Linked DNA regions of Mus musculus: all the other regions are linked to region 2. A link is a contact called in public ChIA-PET and promoter capture Hi-C data. All regions are on one chromosome and are shown on one strand. The core of a region is the stretch at or near the end of the contact, and the rest is flanking DNA. Distances in the headings are between cores, read along the strand shown. Region 1 overlaps Diaph3 (diaphanous related formin 3). Region 2 holds the start of Diaph3 (diaphanous related formin 3). Region 3 overlaps Diaph3 (diaphanous related formin 3).

Region 1 (3,136 bases), core at 285-2,784, 460 kb before region 2:
TCTCACTGTGATCTTGCTTTGTGTGGAAATGGACAGTTACACGTGCTCGGAAACCTGGATTATGCGAATGGGAAAATAGACAGAAGACAGAAATTACAGTCCTACTCAGAAAACTTGAATTCTAATGCTTACACATCTATTGCTGGTACTGCCCATGATGTGACATTTTCATGTAGCCTCCTAAGCACAAGGGGACAGTGTTGCCATCTAGGGATTTTTGTTTTACTTAGTAGTGTGTATACCATGGGAGCCAGAAACATCTAATTTAGAAAACATGATTCTCTATGTTTGCAGATGAAGGTGGCTTTTCTTGATGGACATCCTATGTCAGGGTGAGGTCAAAGCAGATAGACCGGCCTGTTTAGATGTCCCCGACAGAGCTCAGTAGTGTTTCCTTGCCCTGGATTGATGGTACCAGGATTGATTATACAACCTGGTATGTGTTTCGAAGAGCTCAGACTCGTCTATGTCTATAAAGGAGATGGAGTACAGAACTTGACTAGCAGATGCCACCAAAAGGGAGCAGCCCAGGCTAGTCCACGTCCAGCTCCTAGTGGCAGGATGACAACAGTAAAACCTGCAGTCGACCTTTCTCAGCCTCAGCTATTACAGGTTGATTGCGGGTACCACCCTCCTTCCAAGCACAGTTCTGTAGAGTTAACCCGGGAAGAAGTGCTAATACGGTTTGAGTTACTATATGCTTGCACCCTACTTACACTGTCCTATCTGAGACCAAACAGAAAAAAGAAATCTAAGCAAACACCTTAATCACAGGTTGTAGGCTCCCCAGAGAGACTGATTTTAAAGGATTCTGATGGTATCTGTTCTTCTAAAATCTCACTTCATGTTCTCTGCTGTTGAAGTTCATTATCAGATTCCCTTAACAGGGCCTGTGTGATATTTTTAAGAAGTATGATATCTTTAACAGGTATGAAGTAGGAGGCAATATAGTCGAACGTATAATCATTAAATACAGAAAACCACGACAGCCTTAGGTCATGTTCAGGATGGAGGGAGAATATAACTGAGGGGAAATGTCTGCTCATTTCTATCGTATATAGATTCTGGGTGGCGCTGGGTGTTGGCTGTGTCCCTGGTGCTGGAGCTACAATCTGACTTCTCATTGTTTCAGCTAAGTTAAGAATTATCGACCTTCATTTTAAAGGTGAGATTTTTTTTTTGATCAGCAAAATAACTGAGGCAAGGAGGGCCTCTCTTTGAAGCTGTCCCTTTTTAATGAGGAAAACAGAAAAAGGAGTTGGTCAATGTCGCATCAGTTATTTTCTTGCAAATAAAACACCCAGTTTGGTTTCTATGAAAGCCCAGGCTGTCCTGGGATCTCTGAAAAATTGGTTGCTGTAAACAGCTCATTTTTAATGCTGCCTTGGCTGAGTCCATGCTTTCTAAGACTCCATGGACACACAGACAGATCGGACCACACAATTCCCTCCTTCCGTTTACTGCTATAGATTCCTGCCTCGGGCTTTTCTTGCCAGCAGGGACTGTTAACTCAAAGACTTGCTTCCACTCTCTTCCTGGGGCTTTGGAATACCTCCTGTCTCTATGGTAACACAAAACACAAAGCACTAGAAATGTACCATACAGTGGGCAGGAAAAAAAAAAAACACGCCTCAGAGTACAGTACTTTTGGTAAAGCTGAAGAAGGTGCTGACGGCAGGCAAACAGACGAGGAAGGATAAGCAATTAATTGTTCCTTCTTCCATTTGTCATACAGTCTTTAAGAGCTACACGTGTCATCACAGAAGAGACCTTGGAGTCTGTCTATGGAGCTGTATAATCCACATGGTATTTGAGATTAAGAAACATGTACTGGGGAGCCACGATAGCCATATATGTCTAGGAATTCACAGTTCATTTAATCATTGAGAGAAATAAGTTCTCTATCAAATAAGCCCCCACATTTATATGTTATGAAAGACATTCTAGATACTTTCAAGTATCCTGCAGCCGGCAGCAAGGGTCACTGATCTATATACAACAGTTCTAGAAATGACCACAATTTACCCTCAGTTATGTTCTCACTTGATCTTTTAGATGACTTAAAGCTGTTGAACATTTTTCTGGATTTAATGATTGTATTTTCTACTATATTTCCTCTTTTTATACCTGTTAATGTTTTTGCTTAAGATATCATGCAAGGTTTTGTTCAAGGGTCAGGACAATTATATCAAGAACACTGCACAGAAAACTCTAGTGTGATGTACTGTAAAGATAAGGCAAAAAAAAGAGATGAACCTCACATGGTAAAATCATCTCTTAGTTGCCACAGTATAACATCTCTCCCAGTTTTCTGGAGCAGGGCACCATAATAAATGCACATTTATTATTGTGTCATTCCTGAATAATTAGAACACTCAGATCCCTAAGTTATTGGACAGTTCCAATCGTTTCTGGTCACAGACAGCATTTCTAAAGTTTTTCTCTGAAACATGACAATATATATGAGGAGCCTTAATGAAACCAACATAAGAATATTCAAGAAGCCCCACATTTACACATAAGAAAGACATCCACACTGGCATCTAACAAAACATCCCATGTAACACTGCTGCACGTGCATTGCTGCTGGAAGCTGGCTGGGAGGAGGTCTCCTGAAGATGCGTGCAGACTGCTGCTAACGGCAGCTGGGTGCTCCATTTCCAGGAGCTGCCCTCACAGTGAACAGGAGTCCATCCTCTACACACTGCCCTCTAACATAGACTAATGGAACGTCGGGGGAGATAATCTCATTAGTAGTACTCCTACTTTAGAAACTCAAATTTCCTTCCCCATTTCTCTCTCTTTTTAAAGACACCCCTGTACTCAGGGAGGCAGGCAGAGCCTTGGTACAGAAGCCAACTTCCTAAAAGCCCCCAGTAAACTAAGATGTAGCTACAGTTATAGCCACTAGAGGTCAGCCAGTTACACCTGTCACTAATAGATTTAGTGAACAATATTGTACCCTGAATAACTTTTAGTGATTTTGAAAACATGGAATGAACATTCCTTTGCAACCATTACATATAGCAGCATACTTGAGAACTATCTGGTTTTTAAAACCTTTTGTGAATGGTCCTTCTTTCCTATACTGGCTCACATTTTCTTTGGAAGAGGAAAGAATGCAATGTGATGAGTA
Region 2 (3,183 bases), core at 57-2,556:
TGAAGACAGCTACGGTGTACTTACATAAAAATAATAAATAAATCTTTAAAGAAGAAGAAGAGGAGGAAGAGGAGGAGGAGGAGGAGGCAGCATCTCATGGATCCCTCTCAGAGTGGACAGAATCTATCATGACCAGGTTAACTCTCTCCTATCCTCGTGTTATTTTGATGCTCAATTCTGCATAATCAACCCCCACTTATCTCAACATGTCTCTGCTCTCAGCTTTATTCAATTACAAGTAAATATTACACTTAGCGATTGATCCACAATCTATTATTTTGGATATAATCATGGTATAAATTCCTGAAATTGTATTTGACAAGAAAGGGCAAAGCCTGTTCCTATCAATACATAAAAATAATTTCCCCATACTTCTAAGGAAAACTAACAGTCAGTGTTAACTCTGCAATTCTCTTGGACTAATACCAAAACCTACCAACCCACACAATCAGACAATCTGAATGAAATCATCCTCATTACCTAGTTTCCTTCCAGCTGACACTAACTAAAAGCTTACCAGGTGCTAATCATAGCTCTTCCTTAAGCTTTAAGAACGCAAAGCCAACCCGATTAACGAGTTTCAGATACTTGAAGACTCCTTCCAAGCTAAACATGACATTCTTTAGCAGTGACTACACAACCCGCCAAGTTTGAAAACGAGTTGCCTCAACTTGTAAAAATACGTCCACCTTAAAAGGTTCTTGTTGAATTAAAATATTAGACGGGGGAGGGAGGGCTATCAGCTAGAAGTTCACTTTCTGTCTGACTGACTGTTCTACTAAAGGGATGGGGTAAATTTTAACTTTCTTTTAAAATGCAGAATCCGCCTTGATGACGTCAGTACACAGCCATTTGAACTGTTTTTCAGATACGCCCAAAGAACTGCCAGGCTTCACAGACATCAGGGCATTCGTCCCAGAAAGGAATCGAATCCCGCCTTGTCACTGGGGATCTAAGCGGATTAACAGCTCAGGCCTTCTGAAACAAACCTAGCTCCCAGCTCCCGGGGATGTCACCTGGGGGACAGGGAGTTGTAGGCCGCGGGAGTCGCCGCACGTTGTGGCTCTGGCCCACACTTACCAACTTGGGTCGCTTCTCCCCGGGCTCGTAGGGGCCAGCGGGCGGCGCGGACTGCAAGCCCTTCCTCCGCGACGACTTGCTGTCCCGGCCGAGAGCGCGCGCCCGGTGCCTCTCCATCTTCCCGGGTCTAGGTCGCGACCTGATCTGGGGCTTTGCTCCGCGGGCTCAACTTCCCGGTCCCACGCCCACTGCGCATTAACCGCTGCACACGGCTGGGCCAATCTATCTGAAATCTCCCGCCACCACAAGCAGCCCGGTCAGCCAATCCCGCGCCGCGGAACCTGTGACGCAAGGGCCCCGCCTTTTCCGGGGATGCCAAAGCCTGGGCCTGATTGGCCCTTCGGCCTGTCCATCGCGCTTCTCGCCCTCTGGCTATGCAGGCTGCTTGCCAGATGGTACATAGTAAGGAACGGGTTTGGAAGGAAGGTTGAGCTAAAGAGAGTCTCTAACAAGGCTTCCCTTGGACTTTCAGAGTAGGTTCTTGAAAAATCTGAGCCGCAGGGAACCTCTCTCAGTACTGTTTCAGCAGCACTGAATACGAAAGCAACTGATAAGCCCTTTGAGTAGTCTCTGGAGATCTCAGGGTCTAGGAAAAATACTTCTACTACTTGCCAGCGCCCATGCCTCTTAGAAGAGATGTTTACCATTTTTTGATTACCGTTTATATAAAAATACTGCTGTCGTCTCAGAGAGAATAGAGTTCATTCTAGAACCAGAAATGAGTGACCGCAGCCAGGTGGTGTGAACATCGGTTGAAGCACGGAAGAAAGTCATTTCAAAGACATTAGGACAGACCTACAGGTGCTACGAGATGCACAGTCTTGTTTGAGGTTGGTGGAAGTTAGTGGACTTTTAAGGAAGAGCAAAAGGCGTCACGTGATAGTCGTAGGTATGTTAGATCTAACGCAGCGATGAATGGCAATTACGTGAGCCAAGATTACTTGGCTCTGGATTGGCAGCATTCCATGTCTCTACAATCATTGGAATTCTAACCTGTCAATTAAGCGCGTAGAATTTTTACTACAGGTGCGGCTTTTTCTGGAACTCCAGTTCACATTGTTCAGCACTTACAGCATGCCTCAAAGCCTAAATGCGTACTCAGGGTCAACCAAAAATTAAAAGGAATAGGGTCCAAACAATTCACAGTTTAATGTGTTTCACAGGTATTGACACAAAACAAAATGTAAAATTATAACAGCCATTCTACAGGTTTTTAAGTTCAGGTGGCAATCCTAAATATAAAGTAGAGGAAAGGGTCAGAACCTGGGTTCAAGGCAAGCAAGCACCTATCCCCAATATGCCAAATAAAGACATTAGTAATGAAGAGAAAATTCTGGAGATCAACTCAGTGTGGCTACACAAGGAAAAGGAACAAATAAAGAAATCCAGGAATCTCCCAAGTGCATCCTTAAAGATATTGACCTTCTGACTATGGAGGTGATTCAAGCCAAGACAAGTAAACATAAACTATTGATTTTGGTACAAGAAATAGTTCTAGGTATTCCACAGAGACTAGCACAGGGATTCAGAAAATGAACCTAAGGTTTCATCTACAGCTTTTAGAGGTTTAGGTTTAGTTCTGGTCTTGCAGGTACTGTTTGCTCCTTTTCTTGTTATAATGTGAGTTTTTATTATTGTCACACAGATTTTCATCTTCAGTGAGCATATACTAAAGGCAGATTCCAAGAGATTACCAAGGTCACCGGAAGAAGTACCTGGCTCTGTCACGATGGACAAGGAAGATGAAGCTTCCATTCTTACCATTTGGTAGCTGCGTGGTGTTGGAGGTGATGTGTGACTTCCTTTGCTTCTCCATCAACAAACACTTCAAATAGGAATGCTTCAGCTTACGTGAGACAACATACAGAAAGCACACAGACCTATCGGTGCAATGCAGCCAAAGACAACCAAGAGACAGACAGACCTATAGTTGGGACAATTTAGATTTATTACAAAACATGTGAACATCGCTGTGATGAACCACGAGGCTCTTAGAAGATGATGCTACAAATCACTTGAAAGATCTGCATTTTGCCGGGGTGATTTGAGGAAAACCTCACAGAATACTATTAGGAGGAATGGCCAGGACTGGGTGCTGTCTTG
Region 3 (2,914 bases), core at 402-2,901, 400 kb before region 2:
TAGAGAAAAATTCTGTTGGGCTCTTGAGAAGTGCTCCATGGTTTCACTGGGCAGAGTACTTTTAACAAGTAGAACCAAATGTGATTACAGAGAAGCAGCCACTCAGTATTTTATAGAAAACTGAGAAGTCGCAGTCCAAGAGCATCACATGGCTGTGGGGAACAGCCAGCTCCCTCTCTTGGCGGAGCGTGTGTCCCCAGGTCTCCTGGGCTCTTGCTGGCCAAGCCCACTGCCATGAAGTGCCCAGGCTCCAGCAGGAGTTTGGATTTTAGGCCCACTCTAGGAGTAGGATAATTACATACTTTCAAGTTTATATAGCCTCACACTATATAAACTTGAAAGCACTTAAAAATTACAAAGAAAACTGGGATGAATTCGATTATTTAAGAGCAAACAAAATTAAAACAACTACAATAATTTGGGAAGAGCTAAGAGCTTTTAAACTGTTTTTATTGTAAAAGGAGAAATTGTAGGGCGGACAACACAACAAGGTGAAGTCGGCTGTCCTTTGGTTCCTACATTCTGCTACTGGGAGAGAATCACTCATGCTAGAAAAAAACAAAACAAACAAACCGACAGCAGGGTACATTTAAAACCAGTTAAACACACGATACAGTTGGTATGAGAAGTTTAGTACTGCAGTCGATGACGTGAGGTCAACAATCTCGCTATTGGAGTCTGAGGCCACTCTGCATCTATCGCCTTATCCTTGCTGTTCTATAGGACACAACACGCACTCTGTCAGTGCTCAATGCTATTTGCAAAAATCCCGACTCCATACCTCATCTGAAAATATCATGCTGTATGGTCCCAGCCCACACCTCCCAGTCCTCTCGTGGTTCCCATGCAGTAACCCCCCTGCCAACATCCCAGTGCCCATGGCACCCTCACAAGGCACGTCCTTCCTGTGTTAAAGCTGGGACGCTACTGCTTCCTTCTCCTTTACTTGAGAGACGTTCTTTCCACACCGTACCTTAAATGCCACTACCTAAGGAACTGCTGCTCTTTATTCTAGTTTTTCAACTCTAAGATAGAACTATCTTAGGCGTGTTGACTTGCTGTTGAAGGAGAAGGTGTGGACCTCACTAGGTACCCAAACCAGAAACATTTAGAGCCCCAGCATCTACAATGGATGTTACTGGGATCCACGGAATGAACACTTATTGGATGGATTTCACAGCTTTATACGACCATGGTCAGGAAGAAATGGAGATTTCATGTCCAACAGCAAGTAACATTTTGAGCTTAAATGTTTAATTCTGATTAATATCCCATAAAGTTCACAAGAAAATCCAATCATATAATTATATTAAGAAAGAGTATTTGGGACACAAAGACAAGCCGCAGCACAGCAAAAAAGAATGTCATTTTGATAAATATTAAGCAATCTAATTAGACGGCCACCATACCGACTTCTGTATAACATTTTTGACCTGTAAATTGTGCCTCCACACCATGAAGGCAGCTCTGTAATTACACCAATCACCATGGCTAAAAAGCTTAGAAACAGAACGAGCCAGTAAATCAACATAAAAGACATAATTGCCATATTCAAAGATCATATGAGGCTGCTTGTTATCTACAGTCCAATATGGTTATTAAGGGGGGACAGGGGGAGGCACAAGAAGAACCAAAGTCAGATGCTTAGCTTGTTCACAGCCTGTATGAACAAGGCTTATACCTAAATCTTTTGCTTGTTGTTCTTTGGTTTCACCACCTAAATTTGGAGACTTAAAAAACATCTAGGTGGTCTTTGCAGATTAACTGTATAATCCATGTGACTATATCATTTAAAATATTTAGGAATATTTTATTATGTGAAATGACCCACTGGGCTTAACAAATCTTTGTAGGATATTAGAATAATTTATTAGAGCCAGATTGAGTTAATGATCTTCAACTTTGATGCTCATTATTTTGTAAAATTTCACTTGTGCTGTTTTCTTTTCTTTCATTTTGAGACAGGATATCACTTGTGGTCTAGGCTGCCTTGAACTCAGAGATGTGCCTGTGTGTGTTTCCTGAGTTGGGGTTAAAGGTGTATACCACTACACCACTACATTCAGCTTTGCAAGTTTTAACATGTTGACATTAGGGGTTGTTATATGTTAACTGTTCTTGTACCTTTGAATAATCCCAGAGTTCTTACAGATCAGTTGTTAGCGGTCTACCTACTTATCATCATTGTTCTTGTGCTATTTTTGACATAGGCACCCCTCAAGTTTGGCTGGTTTCTTTAGTAAATTAACAGAACTAGTGTAGACTATTCTGAACTTCAGACCTCTGAGCATCAAGCTGGGCATCATATAGTACAGTTTTGTTTTAACGAGATATAGTAAATAACAGAAGAGATTAGAAGAGAAGAGAGAACTTACTGCATGTAGGAAAAGTATAATAAAAGTTATTCTTCTGCTTTATAGTTTTTAGGTAGGGTGTGTGGATACGTTTATTAGATCATAATGTATCGTAATGCAGTGTGTCATCTGCATGTGGGTTCCCACCAGGCACTGAGGAAGATCTTTAGAGCACTCTGATATTTAGAATATGTAACTCTTATGGATGTAATTCTTTATGCTAATTTTTCTTCTTACATCATTCCTCATTAAAGAGTATTACTGAGTTATAGACAATTTTATTCAAATGAGACTATTAAGAAATTATCTCATTACTGAATATAGAATGCTCATTATCATAAGAAACCCACAAGAAATAGATTTCTAGCAGGTTTTCTAAAAATGAATTAGAAATTAATTTCTTAACACTTTTCAAATGAAAATACCACAGTTAAGGTATTTGTTAAAAAACAAAAACTGTTCTAGAGAAACTAGTAGGTAACTTTGCCACATCATCTTGCATATAAAAAGTTTCAGGTAAAAATAAAAATATGTGTTTACAAGTCATTCCACATTAGTCA

The links. Promoter capture Hi-C pulls out the DNA fragments that hold promoters and counts their contacts. ChIA-PET counts read pairs in DNA pulled down with a chosen protein or histone mark.
Region 1: a contact with region 2 is called in a promoter capture Hi-C map of hippocampal neurons, with 2.6 times the contacts expected there. The contact joins the enhancer-like site here to the promoter of Diaph3 in region 2. A contact is called at or near these places in 8 of 39 promoter capture datasets (the 3T3-L1 cell line, 3T3-L1-derived adipocytes, the C10 cell line and 5 more), 5 of 484 Hi-C or Micro-C datasets (CD4 T cells, CD8 T cells, adipose-derived mesenchymal stem cells and 1 more) and 1 of 115 datasets of contacts at active chromatin or transcription factors (embryonic stem cells).
Region 3: a contact with region 2 is called in an RNA polymerase II ChIA-PET map of memory CD8 T cells, with 15 read pairs. The contact joins the enhancer-like site here to the promoter of Diaph3 in region 2. A contact is called at or near these places in 3 of 39 promoter capture datasets (the 3T3-L1 cell line, the C10 cell line and the HPC-7 cell line) and 2 of 115 datasets of contacts at active chromatin or transcription factors (epiblast stem cells and memory CD8 T cells).

Annotation. Positions count from the first base shown.
Region 1 is chr14:86,675,702-86,678,837 of GRCm38.p6, forward strand. All of the region lies in intron 27 of Diaph3 (diaphanous related formin 3), which reads right to left. Among named protein-coding and RNA genes, the nearest start is that of Gm33025, 120 kb to the right of the region's middle. Within about 2 kb of position 1,535, at least 22 of the 459 cell types and tissues checked have an H3K27ac peak or open chromatin away from gene starts, as enhancers often do. A contact at or near this core is called in hippocampal neurons, where this site is marked.
Region 2 is chr14:87,139,918-87,143,100 of GRCm38.p6, forward strand. Diaph3 (diaphanous related formin 3) reads right to left here and starts at 1,307. Exons shown (of 28, transcript NM_019670.2): 1 at 1,081-1,307. The coding sequence starts at 1,197.
Region 3 is chr14:86,734,815-86,737,728 of GRCm38.p6, forward strand. The region is part of intron 27 of Diaph3 (diaphanous related formin 3); the gene reads right to left. Among named protein-coding and RNA genes, the nearest start is that of Gm33025, 58 kb to the right of the region's middle. Within about 2 kb of position 1,652, at least 30 of the 459 cell types and tissues checked have an H3K27ac peak or open chromatin away from gene starts, as enhancers often do. A contact at or near this core is called in memory CD8 T cells, where this site is marked.